Linked DNA regions of Mus musculus: regions 2, 3 and 4 are each linked to region 1. The links are chromatin contacts, called in public capture Hi-C and promoter capture Hi-C maps. All regions are on one chromosome and are shown on one strand. Each heading gives the region's core, a stretch centred on a gene start, on an enhancer-like site or on the middle of the called end of the contact. The rest is flanking DNA. Distances are from core to core; before and after follow the strand shown. Region 1 holds the start of Klhl10 (kelch-like 10). Region 2 holds the start of Cdc6 (cell division cycle 6). Region 3 holds the start of Gjd3 (gap junction protein, delta 3). Region 4 holds the start of Top2a (topoisomerase (DNA) II alpha).

Region 1 (2,546 bases), core at 30-2,529:
GCAGGAAAAGGGTCACATCTGACTACTCTGAAAGTTGGCTACTGGGGGAGGTAGGCTCTTTCCCGAGGTGAACCAATCTGTTTGTCCATGACCACCCTAGGGCGCAGGCTCGCAGAGCGCGAACCCCAGTTGGCGGGAAGGCCGCAGGGCAGGCACCCTCCCGCCCTACCCCAAGCCCCGGTACCTGCAGGCGGTCTCCTCCGCCCCTGCGAAGGGCGCCCACAATTTCCTGCACCCGTCCGGGCTGCCGCATCAGGACCGTGGCCTTCATCAGGCTGCTTACCTGTCGTGAGACCCAAGAGACCCGCTGACCCGAGAGCCGCGATGGGCATCAGGACAGCTGGGTCTCTCCGCACCCGCGATCCCGCCACGCGGGACCGTCCCCGCCCGTGGCCTCACCTCCTCCGCCATCACGCCGCTGGCCTGGTGGGCGGCCCCGAAGACAGCGCCCGCCTTACAGCCACACTGCGCAGGCGTCGCCTCGCACTAGTCGCGTCGGTCTAGGAGCTGCAGGCCGTTTCCAGGCTGGCTCCGGATACTGGCAGGAGAAGCAAGAGTGGGGAGTGCGGGGGTGTGTGGGGGAAGATGGTCTACTGTGTGTGGGGGTGGGGGAACGTTGGGGGGCGAGGGGGGGGAGTACCAAGACGCTGGGGTCCTGTATGTGGGCTGGCTGTCATGAGGCTTTGGTGTGTATGGGCGCCTGTCACTCACTCTTTCTGGAACACAAATGCAATCTTTACTGGGGTTGGGGGTCACTGCTTAGTGAGAGAGTTCTTGCCTGCAGGTATGAGGCCCTGAATTTCATCCCCTGCATTGCAAAGAACAACCCACTAGGTATTCAAGTGCATTTTGGACAGGGGGTGTATCCAGGAGACACTTCCCTAACTGGCTCTTCATCAGCACCACAAGCAAAGTAAGGCAGTAAGGCATCTCAGGGGCTGGAAGACCCTGGCCAGCATGATATTTGATCAGCTCTGCTTCTGCCTCTGCACCCATGGGGAGCCCAGAGAGAGCTTTGGAAGGATGCTGCAGGGAGGTGGGGACCCAACCTGAAGATGCAACAAGCAGCAGACTCAGTAAAGGCTCAATTGTGTTGGTGGTCACAGTTCTGCCCTAGGTCTGAGGTCGAGGAAAGAGATGTGGGGTGGTCTACCTGTATGTTCTGGGGGGAGGGGGAGGAAAAGAAGGGGCAAGAAGGGGGTTCCAGAACCTGAGAGCACAATCCTGAGTGATCTCACTGCCCAGGATTCTGGAACTTGGGCTGCCTGATGGTCCCTATATGAAAGATGTAGTAGGGAAAAGGAGCGACAGCTGGCTAAAGGGGCCCCCCATAACCCTCCCCAACACCCCAGGAGAGCAGCCTCTCTCCCCTGGTCCCAAGGAGCCATGGAGATGGAGAGCACCGCTGCCTCCACCCGGTTCCACCAGCCTCACATGGAAAGAAAGATGAGTGCAATGACCTGTGAGATCTTCAACGAGCTCCGGCTTGAGGGCAAGCTCTGCGACGTGGTCATCAAAGTCAATGGCTTCGAGTTCAATGCCCACAAGAACATCCTCTGTAGCTGCAGCTCCTACTTTAGGTACACCGGAGGGGGGGGGGGAAGCTGAGCCGTGTCTCCCATCACTGAGGCTCTGTGTTTGTTTATAACTGGTTTGAGCTGTTCTCAAGTCTAAGCTTTGTAGGTTGACAGCATGCCATTGCAGCGTTAAAAAAAAAAGTTGGACAGACCTGATCCTACACTCTAGATAAGGCTCCGAAAGGACCAGTTTATAATCCAGGCATAGTGGCTCAGGCCTGTAATCCCAGCAACTGGAGAGGCTGAGGCAGGAGAATCAGTAGTTCAAGGGCAGCCTGGGCTATAGAGAATCTATTTCTAAAACAAACAAACAAACAAAAAAACCAAAACAACAACAACAGGAAGATAGTAAATATCTTTTTTTTAAAGTTTGTATTTATTCATTTATTTTATAGATGGATATCTTGCCTGCATGTATGTCTGTCTGGGCCACATACATGATGCGCCTGAAGAGGCCATAAGGGGACATTGGGTCCCCTGGGACAGGCATTGCAGACTGTTGTCAGCTACCATGTAGGTGTTTGGCATGGAACCTCGTGTTCTGTTGAAAAGAGACCCATCTCTACAGCTCCAAGATGTTAAATAGCTTAAGCTCAGCGGGCCATGTACTCTGGCAACCGTTCAACCTCTGCCTTTCTATCAGGAACTGCCAAACAAGGCCAGGATGTTTCTGTCCGTCTTTAATCCCGGTACTTGGGAGGCAGAGGCTGGCAGATCTCTGGGAGTTCTAGGCCAGCCTGGTCTACATGGGGAGTTCCAGGGCTACATAGGTGAGACCCTGCCTTAAAAAAAAAGAAAAGGGGGCTGGTGAGATGGCTCAGCAGGTAAGAGCACCCAACTGCTCTTCCAAAGGTCCTGAGTTCAAATCCCAGCAACCACATGGTGGCTCACAACCATCCGTAATGAAAGCTGACTCCCTCTTCTGGTGTGTCTGAAGACAGCTACAGTGTACTTACATATAATAAATAA
Region 2 (2,546 bases), core at 25-2,524, 1.5 Mb before region 1:
ACCCTGTCTCGAAAAATAAACAAACCAAACAAAACCAAAAACCTTCCTCGGGTGCTTATAAAGACTAATTAAGGTGATAGAGGTAAAATAACGAGCTCAGACCCACACACTTACGTTGGCTCTTCCCAGCTATTTGAAATGAGAGGTAACTGGCGATTGTGCTGTTGTGCTCCTACTTGTAGCTTTGTGTCTGTTTTATTTGGTATCAGACAATAAAAGATATATCCTATAGCCAGGTGTGGTGGCGCACACCTTTAATCTCAGCACTTGGGAGGCAGACCCAGACAGATCTCTTGAGTTTAAGGCCAGCCTAGTCTACGTAGTTCCAAGACAGCCAGAGCTACAAATAAAAAGTCTCAGAAAACAATAACAACCAAAACAAAACAAACCAAGAACAAAATCCCATAGACTTTACCATTACCTAGAATTGGGCTCTGGTCTTTAGAAGAACCCGAGTAACCTTGGAGCCTGACCTGCCTGCAAATGGCTGCTCTAGTTACATTTTTCATTAAATGCTCAGCTTGCCTTGCCGATAACTCTTTTCCTTGGGTCCCAGACCCTAGTGCTTGGCCATAAGAGATTTTCAAATTAAAGAGACATAATTTTACTCCCTATGATGTGTAGCTAGATGGATGTTAAGGCAGCACTTGGAATGTATGACCTTGAAATTATACGTTTGGTGTTGCACTTGTTTCTCACTGAGCAAGCGCAAGTCAACAAATAGTGAGATGATGTCAGTTTGCTTAGATAGGTCTAGAACTTGCCCCCCCGCCCCCCAAAAAAATACCCTGGTTCGAGTTATCAGCTCCTCCCCACAGAAAATTCTGTGACCTTATACATTCATTTGCTTCATGCCATACAGGACCGCCCCCCAAAAAGTAGGCCTTGTAGCCCTCTTAAAATCTAGCCCACCAGAATAATGAAAATAGGGATGTTTGGCAGATAAGATGAGCAAAGGTAGCCCAGTAGAATGAGGACGTTAGGCAACGGTGGGGAGGCTGGGTGGAGGACAAAGTAGAAATAAAAATACGGAAGTAGATGTGCGTAGAGGCAAAAAAAAAAAAAAAAAAAAAAAAACTACACTTCCCGCCAGGCTTTACGGCGTGACGCGCTCGTAAACGCGCGCCTTTCCTCCGAGGTCTCAAAAGTTAACGCCCTCCCGGGCGAGTGGGTGTGACTTCGTGGTGGTCGCTGAGACCTGGGGCTGTCCTATTGGCTGCCGGCCGTCACCGGCGAAGGCGTGGTGATGAGTGACAACTAATCAGAAGCCTGGCTGGACTTTGGCGGGAGACGAGAAGGCTGAAGTAGAGCGGCTTTGGCGCGAGTTGACTTTGCAGCTGCTGTAGAATTTGTGGCGGGAGAGTTTTTACGGTGGTGATCGAGACGCGAGGAGTGTGCACTGAGCGACACGGCCCTGAAGAGTGCAAAGCTCCGCGAGGTCTGGTGTCCAGAGAGGTGAGGCTGGTCCGAGCAAGGCCGGTGGAGAGCGGGAAATCGCCTGGGGTCTGAGGCTGGGTCAGGGAGGGGGTTGTGAGCTCTAGAAGCGGTTCGAGCACGCCGCGTTGGGAAGGAGAGAGCTGCTGGGAGGAAACGGTGTAGGGTGGGGTCGGGAGTTTGGTGGAGTGCTGGCTAGTTTTGAGCAGAGGACGCAGCTGCCCTTGCCCAGGACTTGGGAGAGCCTAAAGGTGACGGTCTGGAACCAAACCAGTGCTAAAGACGTCTCACATGTCTGCAGGGAAGGAGCTAAAGTATTATAGAAATAAATGGAGACAGACTTCTGGCATCATACAAGTGTAAGAACTTGGCTTCTGGTCCCAGGGTGCCCAGGGTGATAGCCGTGTGTTTCTGTGACTATCTCTTTAAGAGAGGGCTAATAGTGTCTACATTTGACGTATGGTAAGACTGTAGTGTGTAATATGTGTATAACGGAATGTTACACGTACTAGGCAGACAGACGTTACCCTTTATTACATAGATTTGCATGGGAAGCACAACTAAATGTTAAAAATGCTATGTTAACGTGATTTATGGAGTGCTGGTCCCCAATATAATTATTTATATTGCTCTGTGTGTTTTTCTCTTTGCTCTCCTGATTTTCCTTTGTATCCAGTTGTGTGGCCATCATGCCTCAAACCAGATCCCAGACACAAGCTACCATCGGTTTTCCGAAAAAGAAGCTATCTAATACCCTGAAGAAACCCAATTCCCGGGATTGTGAAGTAAAACTTAGAAACGTCCAGCCTGTACCCACCACTCCGTGTGTGGACGTAAAACTTCTGCCTCTCAGTCCCCGAAAACGTCTGGGTAAGCCCTCCGCTTTGTGAGTGCGACTTTGTGACTGAGCTCTCAGCCTTTCCTGCCTTGATGCTGAGGTGCCTGGCTCTTAAAACCAGAGCTGTATTTGCCTTCATAATGGCTGCCAAGTGTGTACCGAATTTCACGGTTGAGCCGTACACTAGAGATCATTTGCTAAGGAACCTAGGTTTGATCTTCATTTCCTTAGTTCTGTCCTTTACATTTCCCTTGAAGTTATAGTGTTATGGAAC
Region 3 (2,546 bases), core at 35-2,534, 1.5 Mb before region 1:
AAGCATACACATGCAAATACACACAGCTCATAGAGGTTTACTATGCTTGAGCAGCCAACCCATCTGAGTGTGTCCAGAGAGAGTGTGTGCAGAGCGCTCACGGAAAACCACTCTTCTCTGAATTAGCAGGGAACCTGGGAATGTTGCCATCACTGTTGATTTTTGTCCCCGGTGCAACAATCAGGTCACCCACGGCCGGTTTGCCGCCTCTCAGGGGAGCCCTTGGCGTCCTCCCTTTCCGCAGGGATCACAGCACCGAGGAGCCTCCCTGATTTAACACGGCTGCCGTAACCAGCACTAGGAAGTGCGACACCTCCCCCACCCGAACCCTGGCGGTCCCCTCTGCTCATCTTCTGCTCAGGCAGGGTCCTACGCAGTCTTTCAGAAGCAAAGCCTTCTGCCTCCAAGGACCCGGGTGCTGATATCCAGCCTCCGATCTCGCCGCTAGATGGCCAGGTCCTGGCGCACGGTAGCCAGCGACGCTTTGCTGTGGCCGCTGCCGCCTTCGCCCTCGCTGTCGCCTGCCGGTGAGCGGTGCGCGTAGGCTGGCGGGCCGAAAGGGTCGGGGTCCCCGCGCTGCGATGGCAAAGAGGGCGACGGCGGCGGCGGCGGGAGCAGCTTGGCGCGCTGGCGACCCTTCCAGAGCAGGTGACCCAGCTCCGCCACGCTGAGCAGCGCCGACAGCAGCCCGACGGCGAAGTAGAAGACCACGAAGACGGTCTTCTCGGTGGGCCGGCTCACGAAACAGTCGACCGTGTGCGGACAAGGTGGCCCGGCGCACGCGTAGTGCGGGTCCACGCGGAAGCCGTAGAGCAGCGCCTGGCCGCCCAGGAAAGCCAGCTCGGCGAGCAGGCGCAGAGCCACGCTCAGCAGGTAGCAGCGGCGCGCGCGGCGAGCGCGCAGGGCGCACGGGGAGCACGGCGCCTCGGCACGCCCGCGCGCGCACGGCGGGGCCAGCTGCGCACCACCCGCCTCCTTGCTGGCCTGGTGCATGGAGTAGATGACGAACAGCACCGGCGGCGCCGACAGCAGCAGGATGTGGAAGAGCCAGAAGCGGTAGTGGGACACCGGGAAGGCGCGATCGTAGCAGGTCTGGCGACAGCCGGGCTGCAACGTGTTACACACGAACTCCTCCTGCTCGTCCTCGAACACCGCACCTCCCACCGTGGCCAGCACCAGGATGCGGAAGATCAGCATGATCACCAGCCAGAGACGACCCACGAGCGGCGACTGTAGCTGCACCGCGTCCAGCAGGGAGCCTAGGAACGCCCACTCCCCCATGACGCTGGGGACGAGGAAAGGGGGTAGTCACAGGCTGGGGCGGGCTGAATACCCCCTGTCCCCCGCCACCCCCCACCCCCACCCCCACCCCCGTCCCTCAACAATCTCGGAGGGCGCCAGGGAAAGAATATTTTCTGGGGTTTAATGAGTTAATGTCAGAGTGTGAGGATAGTCCATCCTCAGCTATGGGATTCCTTCATATGGGCATAGAGGGGTGCTGAGGAGGGATTTCCCCGCACACCTGGCCTGGGCCTGCTTGGCTAGGGAGACCCTAAGGTTCCCCAGATTCTAGGTTCTTCTTCAGGGCCAACCTTGCTGGCCTGGCTTTTTGTGCCAGGAGCAAGAGCGGCTACTGGAGTCTAGAATTCTACGTTCCTTCTGTTTGAGACCCCTGGGAGCAAGGGGAGGGCCAGGCCGGGTGAGCCCCCACTGTCTCCTTTCTCTCTCACCTCGCAGCAGGGAACGCCTTTTGGGGTTGGAAGCTGACACAGAAGCCTGTTTTTCCAACTTAGGATCTCTCGCCCGCCCTCAATCTTCCCTTCCTCACCAACCTCAGCCAAGGAGACCGGGCACAGCCCCCTCGACTCCTCTCTGATAGCAATTATCAAGCATCTCTTGTAAGCCTCCCCAGACACACAGAATACACCACGTCCCGTCCCTGTAGACCCTTAGTGGCCTCTAGATGTCCCCAACCCCACTTACCCCGGGACCTGGGCCTTAGAGCTGAGCGGAGGACCTTGAGAGACAGCTGGGACCTGTCCCTCTGGGTCCCTCTTTCATTTTCCTTTTTGGCTTTGGCCGGGATGGATGATAGGACAAGTATGGCTGAGAGGGGCTAGCTCTCCCCCTTCTCTTAAAGGGACAGGGTGACCTGTGGTCCGGCTCCACCCTGGAAATAGATCCAGGGCCACACCCCTTGTTGGGTCCTTCCTGCCTTCTCTTTCCATCCCTTACCCCCCATGCCCATCCCATAGCCATGTCTCCATCTGGCGATGGACGGAGGCTAACTAGAGCTACATTTTTTTTTTTAATTGAGGGAGCCAGAGAGATCAATCATGGGAACCCTATCTCCTGGCAGACTCCTCAAACTGAAGACTAGGTCCACCACAACCAACTGACCCCATTTTTGAAGGGTCTTGTGGGCCAGAGGGAGATAACTTCGGCTTTTAGGGGACAACAAATATGGCTTTGGGGGGGGGGGGCTTTTGGTTCTGCCACTATTGGACCTTGGATGAGCCATGTAGGTCACTTGGGCTAAGATCTCT
Region 4 (2,546 bases), core at 30-2,529, 1.4 Mb before region 1:
TTCTGATAGATTCTTTCAATAGACAATCTTTTCTTGCCATCTTCATTCTTCTTTTTGTTCATTAGCATATTTTCATTTACAGGCTAGCCATTAGGGGAATTAAAAATAAACTTAATTTTAGCCACAAGTTTATCAGAAGTGGTCAACAAAATATCTGCAACAATGATAAAGTCCATACACTCTATCACCATCTATCCCCTGCTTGTAGGTACTGGTAGAGTTTACATAGTTTTGAACGAACAAGTCAATTAAAATCCTTGTGATTAGGTTCTGTGGTTTGAGTATTCGTGATGCTGGGGATGGAACCCAAGGTCCCCCCACCCCCCCTTGCATGCACATGCTAGGCAAATGCTCTGACCACTGAGCAAAATTCCCAGACCATTTTTTTCACCCCCTGTTGCTGTTTTTGAGAGTCCCATTAAATAGCTTAAGGCATCCTCTTGCCTCAGTCTCTGGAGCAGCTGCCATTTCAGGCCTGCCCCACTAGGTCTGGCTACAGATGCCCGTTTAAATAGGTATTTTAGTTCTGCAAGTATGGACATTTCTGCCTTGAGTAATATTTTTTATGTCATCGATAAACTACACTCAACTTCTTCCATCTAATGGGAAAATATTTAGTGAGTGCCGACATAGGCTCGTGCCGATTACAGATGGTATCCACCCGTAGCAGTTGGGATGCTAGCAATGCAAACCCTTGGCTACATTCACATCCCGAAACTGGACTTTTTTTGAGCCACTCGGTCGGCCAGCTCCTCAATGGGAACTGCCATGCTCTGCACCTTCCGTGATGAGTTATTCAAATCACCCAGGGAAGGGAAGAGGGCCACTGAATTCGAGTATAAGCCGGCTGGAAGTCACACAGAAGCCATTAGACTACAGACCGATCGCAGGACTAGTTGAACCTGCTCCCACAAACAATAAAAACACAACACTCAAGAACCCAGATTAGATTATAGATATCATTTCGGAAAGAGCTTCACCCAGTCCACGACCCCTCAAGGCCCAGAAGATGGGGCTGACCGGATCCAGCCGGTCGCCGGCCAGCGCTCGGCCCTGGAACCTCAACTCTCGCCGTCAGCCATGAACGCAGAGGCCACGTAAAGGCTCTACTACCCGGCCCCATCCGCGAGCTGTACCTGCAGCGGTGACAACTCCATGGTGACGGTCCTGAAGAGGCTCGAGAATCCGGAAAGCGACAAAACCAGCGGGAAACGCTAGGCGACCCGCGACGCGCGACGCGGGACCTGGACGCTCCCCTCACAGACGCTTGTCGGTTAGGAGAGCTTCCCTAGTTTCATTTGAACCTTTATCTAGCCCGCCCAAATCAGAGGAACCAATCACCGACTCGCTCTCATTGGCTCTGTTTGCAGTAACCAATCGTAGATCGTCTTTTATTCGAACAAAAGACCGCCTTTTCGAATAAACCAATTAGGTAAAAGAAGGCGGGAGAATCTTCAAAATGGACCAATAGCAATTGTTGGTGGTACTGACAGAAAATCTGACCAATGAGGAAGGTCCATGTGCTCTGAGAGACACTCTGAAGAGAGGGAAGGCATTTTGGAAGTGCAAAGTGGTTGACTAAGCCGTCCTTCTGAATATAACTAGAAAACGGATGCTCATTCTTTATTTCAGATCTGTTGAGATTACAGAGTCTTAATCCTGCGATGAGTTTTCCTTTTTTTTTCCTGACCGAGGAAACAACGCCATCCCTCCCTCAAGGCTGGCCAAGGCAGCGGTTCTCAGCCTGTGGGTCGTGACTCTTGGGGGTCGCATATCAGATAGTTTACCTTACAACTCATAACAGCAGCAAAAAAATTACAGTTATGAAGTAGCAATGGAATAATTATGGTAGCAGGGCATCACAACATGAGACGCTATGTTGAAGGGTCGCAACCTTAGGAAGTTGAGAAGCGCTGAGTTAATGCTGGCAAAGTTCTGGCAAGTTCTTCTGCTTGCGGTCTTAGGCTGCCACACACGAAGAGTATAGAGATGCCAGCAAAATCGCGAGCAGCACTAACACTCCCTGTGGATCACCCCTGATACAAAGATTCATTCATGCTTCTTCAGTGGAGCTGAGAGGCCCTCATGAGACGGGAACTTCTCCCTCAGTCAGCTGCTGAGGGAATCTACAAGAGCTCTTTATATTTGCCCTCTATGCATAATGCAGTCTAGAGCACCGTTCAATTTGACATAAGAGGTGGGGGCTTGGTGGGTTCTCGATGGAGGAAGCTTCAATTTCCTGTGCTAAAAGTAAAAATGGTAGATATAAACTGGTTATGTGTGACGACACCACCCCTTTAATCCCAGCACTTGGGAGGCAGAAGCAGGTGGATCTTGGAGTTTATGGCCAGCCTGGTCTACAGAGCAGGTTCCAGAGCAGCCAGGGCTACACAGAGAAACCCTTTCTCTAACCCCACCACCACCCTCAAAAAAATCGCTATTATCAGCAAGGAATTTCTTAAATTTAAACATTTTTCCTTTCCAAAAGGCGCCCAAGATCAACCATTATTAAATAACTTCACGTGTCCAACAACAACCCTGCTGGC

What was found. Promoter capture Hi-C pulls out the DNA fragments that hold promoters and counts their contacts. Capture Hi-C pulls out chosen DNA fragments and counts their contacts.
Region 2: a capture Hi-C map of macrophages shows a contact between it and region 1, with 6 times the contacts expected there. The contact joins the promoter of Cdc6 here to the promoter of Klhl10 in region 1. A contact is called at or near these places in 2 of 39 promoter capture datasets (embryonic stem cells and hippocampal neurons) and 1 of 9 other capture datasets (macrophages).
Region 3: a contact with region 1 is called in a promoter capture Hi-C map of liver, with 5 times the contacts expected there. The contact joins the promoter of Gjd3 here to the promoter of Klhl10 in region 1. A contact is called at or near these places in 5 of 39 promoter capture datasets (the 3T3-L1 cell line, cranial neural crest, hippocampal neurons and 1 more).
Region 4: a contact with region 1 is called in a promoter capture Hi-C map of stem cell-derived epiblast-like cells, with 4 times the contacts expected there. The contact joins the promoter of Top2a here to the promoter of Klhl10 in region 1. A contact is called at or near these places in 4 of 39 promoter capture datasets (cranial neural crest, hippocampal neurons, liver and 1 more), 1 of 484 Hi-C or Micro-C datasets (B cells) and 1 of 115 datasets of contacts at active chromatin or transcription factors (embryonic stem cells).

The regions. Positions count from the first base shown.
Region 1 is chr11:100,440,645-100,443,190 of GRCm38.p6, forward strand. It overlaps Klhl10 (kelch-like 10), which reads left to right and starts at 1,280. Exons shown (of 5, transcript NM_025727.3): 1 at 1,280-1,580. The coding sequence starts at 1,387. It overlaps Nt5c3b (5'-nucleotidase, cytosolic IIIB), which reads right to left and starts at 454. Exons shown (of 9, transcript NM_001102650.2): 1 at 400-454; 2 at 185-283. The coding sequence starts at 411.
Region 2 is chr11:98,906,527-98,909,072 of GRCm38.p6, forward strand. Cdc6 (cell division cycle 6) reads left to right here and starts at 1,275. Exons shown (of 12, transcript NM_001025779.2): 1 at 1,275-1,455; 2 at 2,111-2,304. The coding sequence starts at 2,124. RefSeq lists an enhancer at 1-115.
Region 3 is chr11:98,981,736-98,984,281 of GRCm38.p6, forward strand. Gjd3 (gap junction protein, delta 3) reads right to left here and starts at 1,285. Exons shown (of 1, transcript NM_178596.3): 1 at 1-1,285. The coding sequence starts at 1,281. The coding sequence ends at 445.
Region 4 is chr11:99,022,910-99,025,455 of GRCm38.p6, forward strand. Top2a (topoisomerase (DNA) II alpha) reads right to left here and starts at 1,280. Exons shown (of 36, transcript NM_011623.2): 1 at 1,137-1,280; 2 at 1-83. The coding sequence starts at 1,157.